2 separate regions of the Mus musculus genome follow, and region 1 is linked to region 2. The links are chromatin contacts, called in public HiChIP or PLAC-seq maps. All regions are on one chromosome and are shown on one strand. Each heading gives the region's core, a stretch centred on a gene start, on an enhancer-like site or on the middle of the called end of the contact. The rest is flanking DNA. Distances are from core to core; before and after follow the strand shown. Region 1 holds the start of Lefty2 (left-right determination factor 2). Region 2 holds the start of G370120E05Rik (a long non-coding RNA gene).

Region 1 (5,016 bases), core at 442-2,941, 60 kb after region 2:
ATCTAGGCAGCCAGGGTTCAGGAGGCCACAGGTCTCACAGGTGACTCAAATATCAACTTCTGGAGCACACTGGCCTGGTAGAGAGTGACAGAACAGTAGGCCGTGGAAAGGGAAGGCACAGGGCCAACCCTGAAGCACGGAGGTGTTTTGCATGGAGGCTCTGTGATGCCCCACTGTGTGGAATGACTCGCCCTGGACTATGGGCCCCAGAGGATGGAGCGAACAGGGTTGTGGGGAGTTCGTTCGGTGCTTGTGCACCGGCCCTAAGGAACACACATCAGGTGGTGGCCTCAAGTGTTTGTATTTTGCCACAGCACTTCTGTGACCACTCAGAACATTCGCAGCATAGAAGCTCCGAAGGGCGGGGCTGTGGTGGAGGAGGGGGCACCTCTGCAACCTCAAAGAAGTCTGCCCTGTCCCCGCCTTAGAAGCCCTTGGGGGAGAGGTCTGATTTACACAGCTTTCTAGGACCGGAGGTGCTTTCCGGCTTTCAGGCCGGGCCGGGCTCCACCTCAGACACCCCGTCCCACTCAGATCCACAATATGAGGGAGAGGCCTAGCTTTTGCATCACAAAAGTAGCCCCACCCTCCCCCTACTTGGGCAATCTGCCCACTGTAAAAGTTTCCTAATCCACATCTGCTTCCTTCTTTGGGCCGTGGCTAATTGCCCAATCACTGTATTTCCCCAACAGAACTCCGAGGGCTCCTGGGAATCCACATCCAGGAGTCTTGGGAAGATCGACTCTGGGAGATTGACCCTCTGTTTTTCTGTCTGCGTTTTACACTGCCCTGCCCCCATTGGACCCCGAGTCGTCTGGGTTCCCAAGCTGCCTGCTGCTGATGGATGGCATCTGGCAGTAAAGCCAGCAGCAGACAGAGTTTGAGGTGTGGGAAGAGCTATGACCTTTGAGTGTCTGTGTATCAGTCCCGTGTGACCCTGGAATGCTGCAGCCCCTCCGAGACTGTTTTCTCTGTACCATCTACACTGTCTGGATAGTTAGTTTCTGCTCTGAGATGTCTGGTTCTACACACTAGCAGGGAAAGAGGATGGTTTGTCTAGACCAGTCCTTCATTGATACTGAACATCACCAGGCGATGATGATGGGGCGTTCCCTAAATTGGGAAGGGGGCTTAGTTTCTCAGTGTGGATCACCTATGCACGCCCCTAGAGGTCACCCCAGGAGTGCTCTGGGGAAGGGTTCGCCAATTCAGCCTCAGGGCCCAGGGATTCTGAGTCCCTAAAGCGACTCCCAGGTATTCCAGGTTTTTTCTTTTTAACTTAAAAAAAAAAAAAGGTGTTTTTATAGGCTAGAGAGATGGCTCAGCGGTTATGATCACTGGCTCTTGTTCCAGAGGTCCTGAGCTCAATTCCCAGCAGCCATGTGGTGGCTCACAACCATCTGTAATAGGATCCGATGCCGTCCTCTGGTGTGTGCCCTCTTCTGGTGCGTCCGAGGAGAACCACAATGTACTCACATACATAAAATAAGTAAATATAAAGATATATTTTTAAAAAACAAGGTGTTTTTATTGGGGGCGAGGAAACACACATATGCAGTAGACACACAGAGAAAAACACTCTCTGCAAAGCAGAGGACGGATTCAGAAAGCTGAGATTCCCTATCCCAGGTCCTTAGCGAGGCCAAATAATGACTATGCAGTTCCTCTTCTACCCAGGGCCCAATTCTGAACTTCCTAGGCTTAGCTATTCTATTGCTGATCACTCTGGGTGCCCCAGAAGGCCTCAGACCCAAGGTGTCCTTGAGGTGGCGGTAGAGATCCCCTGTGTACATCTGCAAGTCAGAAAGCATCTGCCCCAGATGCCTGTCCTTTGGCTCTGGCACAGAAGGTCTTACTGAACACAGCAGGGCCTTGGGTGTTACATTTTGACACGAAGCCAGCTACGATGATAAGCCACAGGGTTTCCTTTCGCCCATTGCAAGGGTGGTGAACTCTTGCATATTTAAGGCACACCAGCCCAGAAGAGCTTCCAGGGACGAAGGACCTCACGTTCTGGTGGCCTGTAAATGTGACACCTCTGTGCCGTTTGGCTTGACTAAAGCCCCAAATGTTAGCATCCTATAAAGTCCCTTCCCTGTTAATCACTTGCAAAGGAAGGCAGCGGCGGTGTTCCTTTTGAAGAAAGCCGGATACAGAGTGGGGGTCTTATATTTCAGGGGCTCCTCATTAGGAGATGTGAGCTCCAGGATGGGATTAGATTTTGTTTTTCTGTTTTTCTGTGCTGGGGGATGGAACTCAGGACCTTTCGAATGCTAGGTGAGCGTCCAGACACTGAGCTACCCCCAGCCCCAGATGAGACATTTGAAGTCCTTCTGGGGCATTACCTAGTTTCCTTGGAAACAGAGGTGGGAGATAAGAGAAAAATGACTGAGAAGCAGGTCTGTGACCCTGGGACTTCCCTCTCTGGGGCCAGCTGCCTGGATTTCTATATTTCCTCTTACTTCAGCCTGCCTATCCTGTGACCCCTCCAAACTCTCTGTCATATATATCCAAATAGCCCTAACTTTGGCAGTCAATATCTGCCCTTAGACAGGTCATGTAACAGTTTTACGCCTCGGTGTCTTCATCTATTAAGTGGAAATAATAATGCAAACCTCCCTGTCTACCCCAGGGATAAAGAGTTAACAATGCCAGGCATGGTAGTACATGCCTAGAATCTCTGCACCAGGGAGGCTGAGGTAGGAGGACTTTGAGTTCAAGGCTAGCCTGGGCTACATAATGAGACCTTGTCACAAAACAAAACAAAGCCAACACACACACACACACACACACACACACACACACACACACCCCAAAACCACACACACATCTTGCATGCATGATTTATTATGATTAGGGACAGATTTTTTTTTCTTTTCTTTGACGTGGTAGAGATCAAAACCAAGGACTTGCAAATGCTGTACTAGAGACTTAGACCCTTAGCCTTATCAGAGTTATTTCTGCTCCTCTCTTTTTTTTTTTTTTTGGGTTTTTTTTTGAGACAGGGTTTCTCTGTATAGCCCTGGCTGTCCTGGAACTCACTCTGTAGACCAGGCTGGCCTCGAACTCAGAAATTCTGCCTCTGCCCCTCGAGTGCTGGGATTAAAGGCGTGCGCCACCCTGCCCGGCAGTTATGTTCCTCTTCTAAGTTCTGAGCCCACCCACTTACTACTATAAATCTTCTACATATATTAATATGTACGTGAGAATGTGTACATATGTGTGCTCGTGCATGCACTCGTGTGTGTGTGTGTGTGTGTGTGTGTGTGTGTGTGTGTGTGTGTTTGGGCTGTTACCCAGAGCCCTTGAACCTGAGAGGGTTTTCTCTGCTCTCAGGGTTGTTTGAGAAAGGTAGAACACAGCGCATACACACCCAGGGGCCAGTGTCCTCCTGGGAAGGCAGAGAGGTGATCCCTGTCCACCAGGCCCTTTGGCCCTTAAGCTCCTCTGTGGCCATTGTTCACCTCTCATTGGCTACAGGAAAGGTTTCCTTCTGCACACACTTAGACCTCTGAGCCAGAGAGGCCTTAGGGGGCAGATGCAAATATCTGTATCGCAAGGTCTCCTCTAACTGCATACTGTGACAGGACAGGTGACTTTGTCCTGTAGTGAGCTGACCAGCATCTGAAAGATGCACTTGCAGCTAAAACCTGCCTCGTAAGGGCTGTGTGGAACCCTACTCCCAGCTTGGGATGGGGCCTGGCACACATGATCACTCATACGATGGATGTCTGCTGAGGATGTATCTTGCATGCGCATATGTTATGTATTTGTTTTGAGACAGGGTCTTCTGTCATTGTCAACTGCTCCTTTAGATAATAAAAACACAAGGCATTGAGAATTTATAAAATTTACCAAGTATCAAGACCCAGCTGTTGTAAACTGGGAGCTAGAAGAAGTAGGGCCAGTCAGGTGCCTGCAGCTGTGGACTGGACATGTTTCCAGGCAGATTTGGCCTCTGGATGGTTTCTGTCTCTAAGTCTGTGGTATGAGCAAGACACAAGCCTGAGCGCTTGTGGTATGAGCCTAGTGGGCGAGCCCTCCCAGAAGGAGTTGCTGTCTGAAGAGGCACATTCTGTGGCACTCTGAGAGCAGAGAGACATGCGCAGTCTTCATGTTTCCTGAGACTATGCTAGCAAAATCTCTAGTTAGCGGCATCTGTCTTCCTCTGGCATGGGAGGGGTGGGGTGTGATGAGGACCGTGACGAACCTGGACAGACCCGTGGGGGTACTGAAGGATGTATACGGTTCCTTTGACTCCGGGGTATCTGTGGAATTGACCAGAGACAGCTGGAATACAGGACTCTGCCCCTCTTTGTTCCTCCACGGACAAATCTAGACCTCCACTGGCCCATGGAGAATCTTCCAGAGTCTTAAACAGGTCTGGCATAGTGATACACAGCTGTAGTTCTAGCATGCAGAGGATGATGGGAGGAGGATTATCACAAGTTTGGGGTCCGCCTGACCTAGAGTCGTTTCTGAAGAATTCAGCCCAGCCATGGCTATGCAGGTAATATAGTACTTCAACAACTGGTGAAAGAGTCTCTCTGTTTTTTGCCCCGAGGAATTCTCTATCCCACAAAACAGACGGTGATATTATCAGATAATTCCAACAAGAGCGAACAGTATCGTTGAGAGGCAGTGACCCCACAGACAGAAATCTCAGTCCGTGTGTCTTCCAGACAGCTCTCTGTGTCCTTTCTTAGACAGCCCCTCCTCAGGGCGCAGGGGCTTGTCTCATGCTGAGTTCCCAGGAGGTCCCAGGGGTGTGACCTTTCTTGTCCTTCCTCCCTGCCCCCCACCCCAGGGCCAACTATAAAGAAGGCCAGTGCCAGCCCTCAGCAGACCGTCTAGGTCCCAAGAACTTTTCAGGGCACTTTTAGGGACGCATATATCCACGATTCCTCCTGGGCAGCGCCATGAAGTCCCTGTGGCTTTGCTGGGCACTCTGGGTACTGCCCCTGGCTGGCCCTGGGGCAGCGATGACCGAGGAACAGGTCCTGAGCAGTCTACTGC
Region 2 (5,538 bases), core at 466-2,965:
AGGGACTTTGGAAACCACATAGACTCTGGGCCCTTCAAAGAACTCAAACATTCCTGTAGGATCCATAGCATTCCAGTACATTCCAGTAGCTGTCCTTTTGCAAGTATTGGTGGTTCTCCCCATGATAGATGTGCTGGGGAACCAATGCCCTACCCCATGATAGATGTGCTGGGGGAACCAATGCCCTATTAGTAGTAGGCTTTGGCTCATGATGGGTGGGAATTGGGGGCTTCTTAACTTCCTCCTCCTGGGTGGGAAAACTCAGAAACCTGTTCTGTGCTGTCCCTCAGAGACCCCAAGGGACATCAGGCCCAACTGCAGGAGCAACACAGCTGGCTTCATGCGGCTCCTGCACCCTGTCTACTCCCCTCTTCCCACTCCTCATCTCCCGACGATCACCTCCTTAAAAAAATAGTAAGAGCCAGCTCTAATCTCAGTGCTCCCAAGGCAGAAGCAGGTAGACTTCTCTGAGTTCCTGGGCAGCCTGGGCTCCATGATTCCAGGCCAGTCAGGCCTGCTCTGTCTCAAAACAAAACAAAATCAAAAGCTGGTTTGAAGGAGGGTGAATGTGGAGGCATTCTAGGTGGTGTGGAAAGAGTTATGGGGGAGGTGATGGGGATGAGCGCTCAACACTGAGGCCTTATTATGTTTTGTAAATTTCCTGAGGCGGGGTCTCAGTAAGATGCCCAGGCTGGCCTGGTTGTAGGGCTATGCCTGTAGTTCATTGGGATGGCATGGGTCTAGCATGTACCAACCCCTGGCCTAGCACCAGTAGAAAACCAAAACAAAATAAAAAGACCTAATTGTTGTGTTCCTGTCATTTTTAAATTTTATAAACTGACTTTGCACCACAAATTATCATTGAACACTCACTTGTGGGTAGTTGATATTTCTCTCTGCTTGACTGTAAGCACCATGCAAGGACAGAACCCGAGTGGCCTAGTTAGCTCCGACGGTCAGGGTGGCACAACATAGCATCATTTAAGATTGTCTCAGTTGGCGGGGCAGTGGTGTCGCACGCCTTTAATCCCGGCACTTGGGAAGCAGAGGCAGGTGGATTTTTGAGTTCGAGGCCAGCCTGGTCTACAGAGTGAGTTCCAGGACAACTAGGGCTAAACAGAAAAGCCCTGTCTTAAAAAAAAAAAAAAAAAAAGATTGTCTCAGTTGAGGGATTGCCCAGATCAAATTGGCTTGTGGCCCCTGTCTATGAGAGAGCTTCATGATTGATGGGTGGAGGAGGGCCCAGCCTATTGTGAACATCGCCATCCTTAGGCACGTGGGCCTGCTATATCAGCAAGCTAGCTCAGCCACACATGGGCCAGTGAGCTGCACTCCTCTGTGACTTTTACCTTGAGTTCCTGCCCTGGCTTACCTTAATGATGGATTGTGACCTAGAAATGGAAGCCAAATGAACTCTTTCCTTCCCTCCCATGTTTCTTTTTGTCAGAAAGATTGTTTTATTACAGCACCCGAAAAATGAGAACACAACCCTTTCTCATTCTTTTGTTTTGTTTTTGTTTGTTTGTTTATTTTTTGTTTTTTGTTTTTTTTTCCAGACAGGGTTTCTCTGTATAGCTCAGGCTGTCCTGGAACTCACTTTGTAGACCAGGCTGGCCTCGAATTTAGAAATCCGCCTGCCTCTGCCTCCCGAGTGCTGGGATTAAAGGCATGTGCCACCACGCCCCGCTATGCTTTCTCATTCTTGAGTTGGCAGATGCCACAATGCTTGTCAGGCCCAGGCTCCCAGTGGAGTGAGTAAGAGCCGTCTTCCTACTCTGAAGGTGGTGTTTCTACTCCAACAGTTCCCCAAGACACTGGTCAGTAGTTTGTAAGATATGTTGATTTCATCCAAGCAAAAATATCTTATTCCTAAGGGGTGGGATACAAAGGGGATTTCATTTTATCTCACTGTAGAGAAAACAGCTTGTCTTTTCCATTGTCCCTTCAAGTACCAGAAAAGATCGGCCAGAGATGGGGACTAGGTACTATTAAAAGCCCATAATGCACCGGGAACAGCCCACCCAGCGCTTGAGGTAAAGGGCAGGTGTGCAGGGACCTCAGCCTCCAGCACGGAACTGGTCCTGGAGACCAATGGCTGTGTTAGTTCTACTTATAGTCTACTTCCTACACGTTTCCTGCCTGCAGGTCCAGCCCACACTTCTGGTCTCGTAGAGCCACGCCCAGAATTGTCACAAGGCAAGGAGAAGCTTTGGGTGAAGAGGCTAGAATGCCTCATAGCTGTCGTCACTGAAGGTCACTGAAGGTACAATGGCGTGGAGATGATGAAGCCTTCCCTATGTCCTTGCGCTCTCGGTTGTTAGAGAACATGGCTGGAGAAATCTCACAGGAGTTGCATCCAGATACACGACTGGTCCTAAGGGAGCATGGAAAGCCCTTTCCAACTGCCCAGAGCTGTAGGGGAAAAGCGCAGTGGTGTGTGAGGGCCTGGTTGCATCTGAATTGGATATGGTACGGGTTCCGGCTCTAGCATGTGCCTGCCTGGGAATGACTAAGATGGGCAGCCACGCTAGTCAACACAGTCCTCAGCCCCCGCAGTCCTCCGGGGCTGATGAGCCCTGCCCAGGAGAGCTGGCTTTGGTAAGCAGTTTTGGGGTGTGGCCTGCTTTAGTTACTATCACCTCGAAGGGCTCCAATCTTAGACCCGTGCGTGCGCTGTTTTTCCATGCGTTAAAAGGAGTAAGGTTTCCCCTTCAGAGGACTGTGGATGGATGCCATGGTCTCTGGGTGAATGTGGAGACACAATGCTTCTAACGTGGTTGATTGCATCCTGAATTCCTGTCCAAGCCCCAAGGTACTGCTGTTAGATGTAGAGAGAGCCTGTTTTCCACGTTGGCTCTTCTCCCTCTCCAAATCCGAGGGAGTGATTCTGTCCAGTCACCTACAGAGCCTGTCAGCAGCGTCGCAGATATATGGCTTCTTGCACAATGGCTGGGCTCTGTGAACCCGCCTCTTATTCCATTTTCAACTTCAGGCTGGATAAACACTACCAAAGGGACCAAAGAGAATGAGCATTATCTAGGGAACGTACTTACAGAGCCTCACATGCAGTGTGTTTCCTGGATTCCCGAAAGAGGTGTGCCGCAGATGAAATGAGGTGTCTTGTTTCAAACAACACGAAGCTAATGACCTGGGTGCGGGGTGTGTGTGTGTGTGTGTGTGTGTGTGTGTGTGTGTGTGTGTATCTTAAATGTTGCTTCTGTGGATTCCCCACTTAGGAACACAAATACATCTTCCCAGACGGAGTTCAGGCTGGCAATCTCTCCATCTAACTCTCTCAGTCCTTGCAAGCTGGCCTCACATAAGTCACCCGGTGTGGGTGGAGCGTTATCTCCTGGGAACTGCTCCCAGGGACCTGGCATTCCATTTCATGGTGTAAGCCATGTTCCCAAGACCAAGGGCTTCTTTAGGGGTGCAATTATGTGTCCCCATGTGCTGCACATCACACATGACTTGGTGGTCACACACAAATATCGCATTTGTCTTTCAGTAACCAAGTTGTAACCTTGCACCTCTGGAGCTAAGGAGGCAGGTATCAGCCGTGCTCTGCATAGAGCCCCATCTTCTCATTGTCAGATTTGGGTATTGGCAAAGGTACTAAACGCACAGGTGCCAATTAGGAAATGAAAATCCAGTCATTACTCAGAGAATAAATATTTCAACACACTGTCTCTCAAGCTATAATTAAAGGCCGGGTGCTTTGTTACTGGGAGGACAAAAACCAGAGAGGCAGACAACTATTTTTGGAGTTGTTCTTATCTTCAGTGTAATCTACTATTTACAGTTCCTCCGCCTAAATAAAATACCATAAATCGACATGTTTGAGAGCAGGGCGGAAATGGAAAAGAGGAGATGAGAGCAAAAGAAAAAAAGAGACCTGACTAAGGGTGTGTGTTGGGGGGAATAATTAAAACCCACAGTCTTTGTATCACACGTGGAGAGGCAGGATGTTTTAGGTGGCCCTAATGTCACTTTCCATTTTGTTATGTCTTCCAACAAAAACGATTATTGTAAGAGTAGATTATACACAAACGTGTGCATAACCAATGGAATTCATTATACACATCAAAGTTTCTATCACTTCACACATGACAAGTCAAATAAGAATATACATGTGTGCTTGCAGGCATACATACATACATACAGACAGACAGACAGATATACAGACATGCCTACTCATCCTTCGATATCCATAAGGGATTTGTTGTAGGCTCCCTTGGGATACAGAATACAGCTAGAGATGGTCAATCCCCTTATGCAAAATAATGTGATATTTGAATATAACCTATCCATATCTTCTTGTGTACTTAATTAGAGTAATGTGAATATCAAAGACAATGTAAATGTTATGCAGATGGTTGGTTGTGATGCATTTTTTAGAGACTAATAAGAAAAATGTCTATTAGTCATACATGTGATACAAACCTGAAACCCCAGCTCTTGAGAGGCAGCAGGGAGAGGACCACAGTGAATCTGAAGCTACCTGGGCTACCAGATGAGATTGCATTTAAAAACAAACACAGAAAGAAAGAAAAAGAATGTCTTTAAATAATGCCAAACCAAAGCTTCAGGTTGCAAAAAGACAAATGAAAAAATTTTTGTTTGTTTTTGGTTTTTGTTTTGTTTTTGTTTCTCTGTGTAGCCCTGGCTATCCTGGAACTCACAGAAGTCTGCCTGCTTCTGCCTCTCAAGTGTTGGGATTAAAGGTGTGCACTACCACACCTGACTAGACAAATGAAATCTTGATGAGGATAGTTGGCAGAGCTTCAGTCTGGTTCAGTAGTTAAAAACACGTGCTGCTCTTCCAGAGGACCTACATTCAACTTCCAGAACCCACATCAAACAGTTCACAGCTATTTGGAACTCTGGCTCCAGGGGTCTCCTCCAACATTTGCATGCAGGAGCACACACCCACATACAGATACACACAGTTAAAAATAACAGTGATGGCTTCAGCAGCACACATATTAAAACTTGGAATGAGACAGAGAAAATTAGTATGACCTCTGTGCAAGAGTGATACACAAACTTGTGAAGTGTTCCATATTTAAAATACTACTACTGCTACAACAACAACAACAATAATAATAATAAATCATTTTTTAAAGAAGATACTTAGATAGAAGATAGATCAAATGTCCTGAATATTGAATTTCTGTTTTTTCTTTTTCGTTTTTTAAGGGGTCAGAGGAAGATATATAAGCCACAAACCTACCGTGTATATGTAGAGATCAGAGGACAGTTTGTGAGAGTTGGTTTTCACCTTCTAGGATGTGAGTCCTGGTGATTGAGCTCAAGTTGTCAGCCTGGGTGACCTGGGTGACCTGGGTGACAAGTACCTTTACAAATGAATCATCTCACCAGCCCTAAATTTTTGAAATCTTAAGACGATAGCTAGTCAAATATACTGGGAAAGTGAATTGAAGTTTAATTCTTTCAGTGCTTTTTCTGGGCTGCACACATGATTGGCCCTCCTTATGGATAGATTCTGTGTCTACAGATCATACCAACAGAGGACTG

What was found. HiChIP or PLAC-seq counts read pairs in DNA pulled down with a chosen protein or histone mark.
Region 1: an H3K27ac HiChIP or PLAC-seq map of embryonic stem cells shows a contact between it and region 2, with 6 read pairs. The contact joins the enhancer-like site here to the promoter of G370120E05Rik in region 2. A contact is called at or near these places in 1 of 39 promoter capture datasets (macrophages), 1 of 484 Hi-C or Micro-C datasets (embryonic stem cells), 5 of 115 datasets of contacts at active chromatin or transcription factors (the HPC-7 cell line, embryonic stem cells, intestinal crypt epithelium and 1 more) and 2 of 9 other capture datasets (adipose tissue and pancreatic islet).

The regions. Positions count from the first base shown.
Region 1 is chr1:180,888,265-180,893,280 of GRCm38.p6, forward strand. Lefty2 (left-right determination factor 2) reads left to right here and starts at 4,844. Exons shown (of 4, transcript NM_177099.4): 1 at 4,844-5,016. The coding sequence starts at 4,920. Within about 2 kb of position 1,692, at least 26 of the 459 cell types and tissues checked have an H3K27ac peak or open chromatin away from gene starts, as enhancers often do. A contact at or near this core is called in embryonic stem cells, where this site is marked.
Region 2 is chr1:180,827,808-180,833,345 of GRCm38.p6, forward strand. G370120E05Rik (a long non-coding RNA gene) reads left to right here and starts at 1,716. Exons shown (of 3, transcript XR_003948795.1): 1 at 1,716-1,817; 2 at 2,146-2,598; 3 at 5,200-5,538. It overlaps Gm24836 (a small nuclear RNA gene), which reads left to right and starts at 4,962; the gene lies at 4,962-5,069.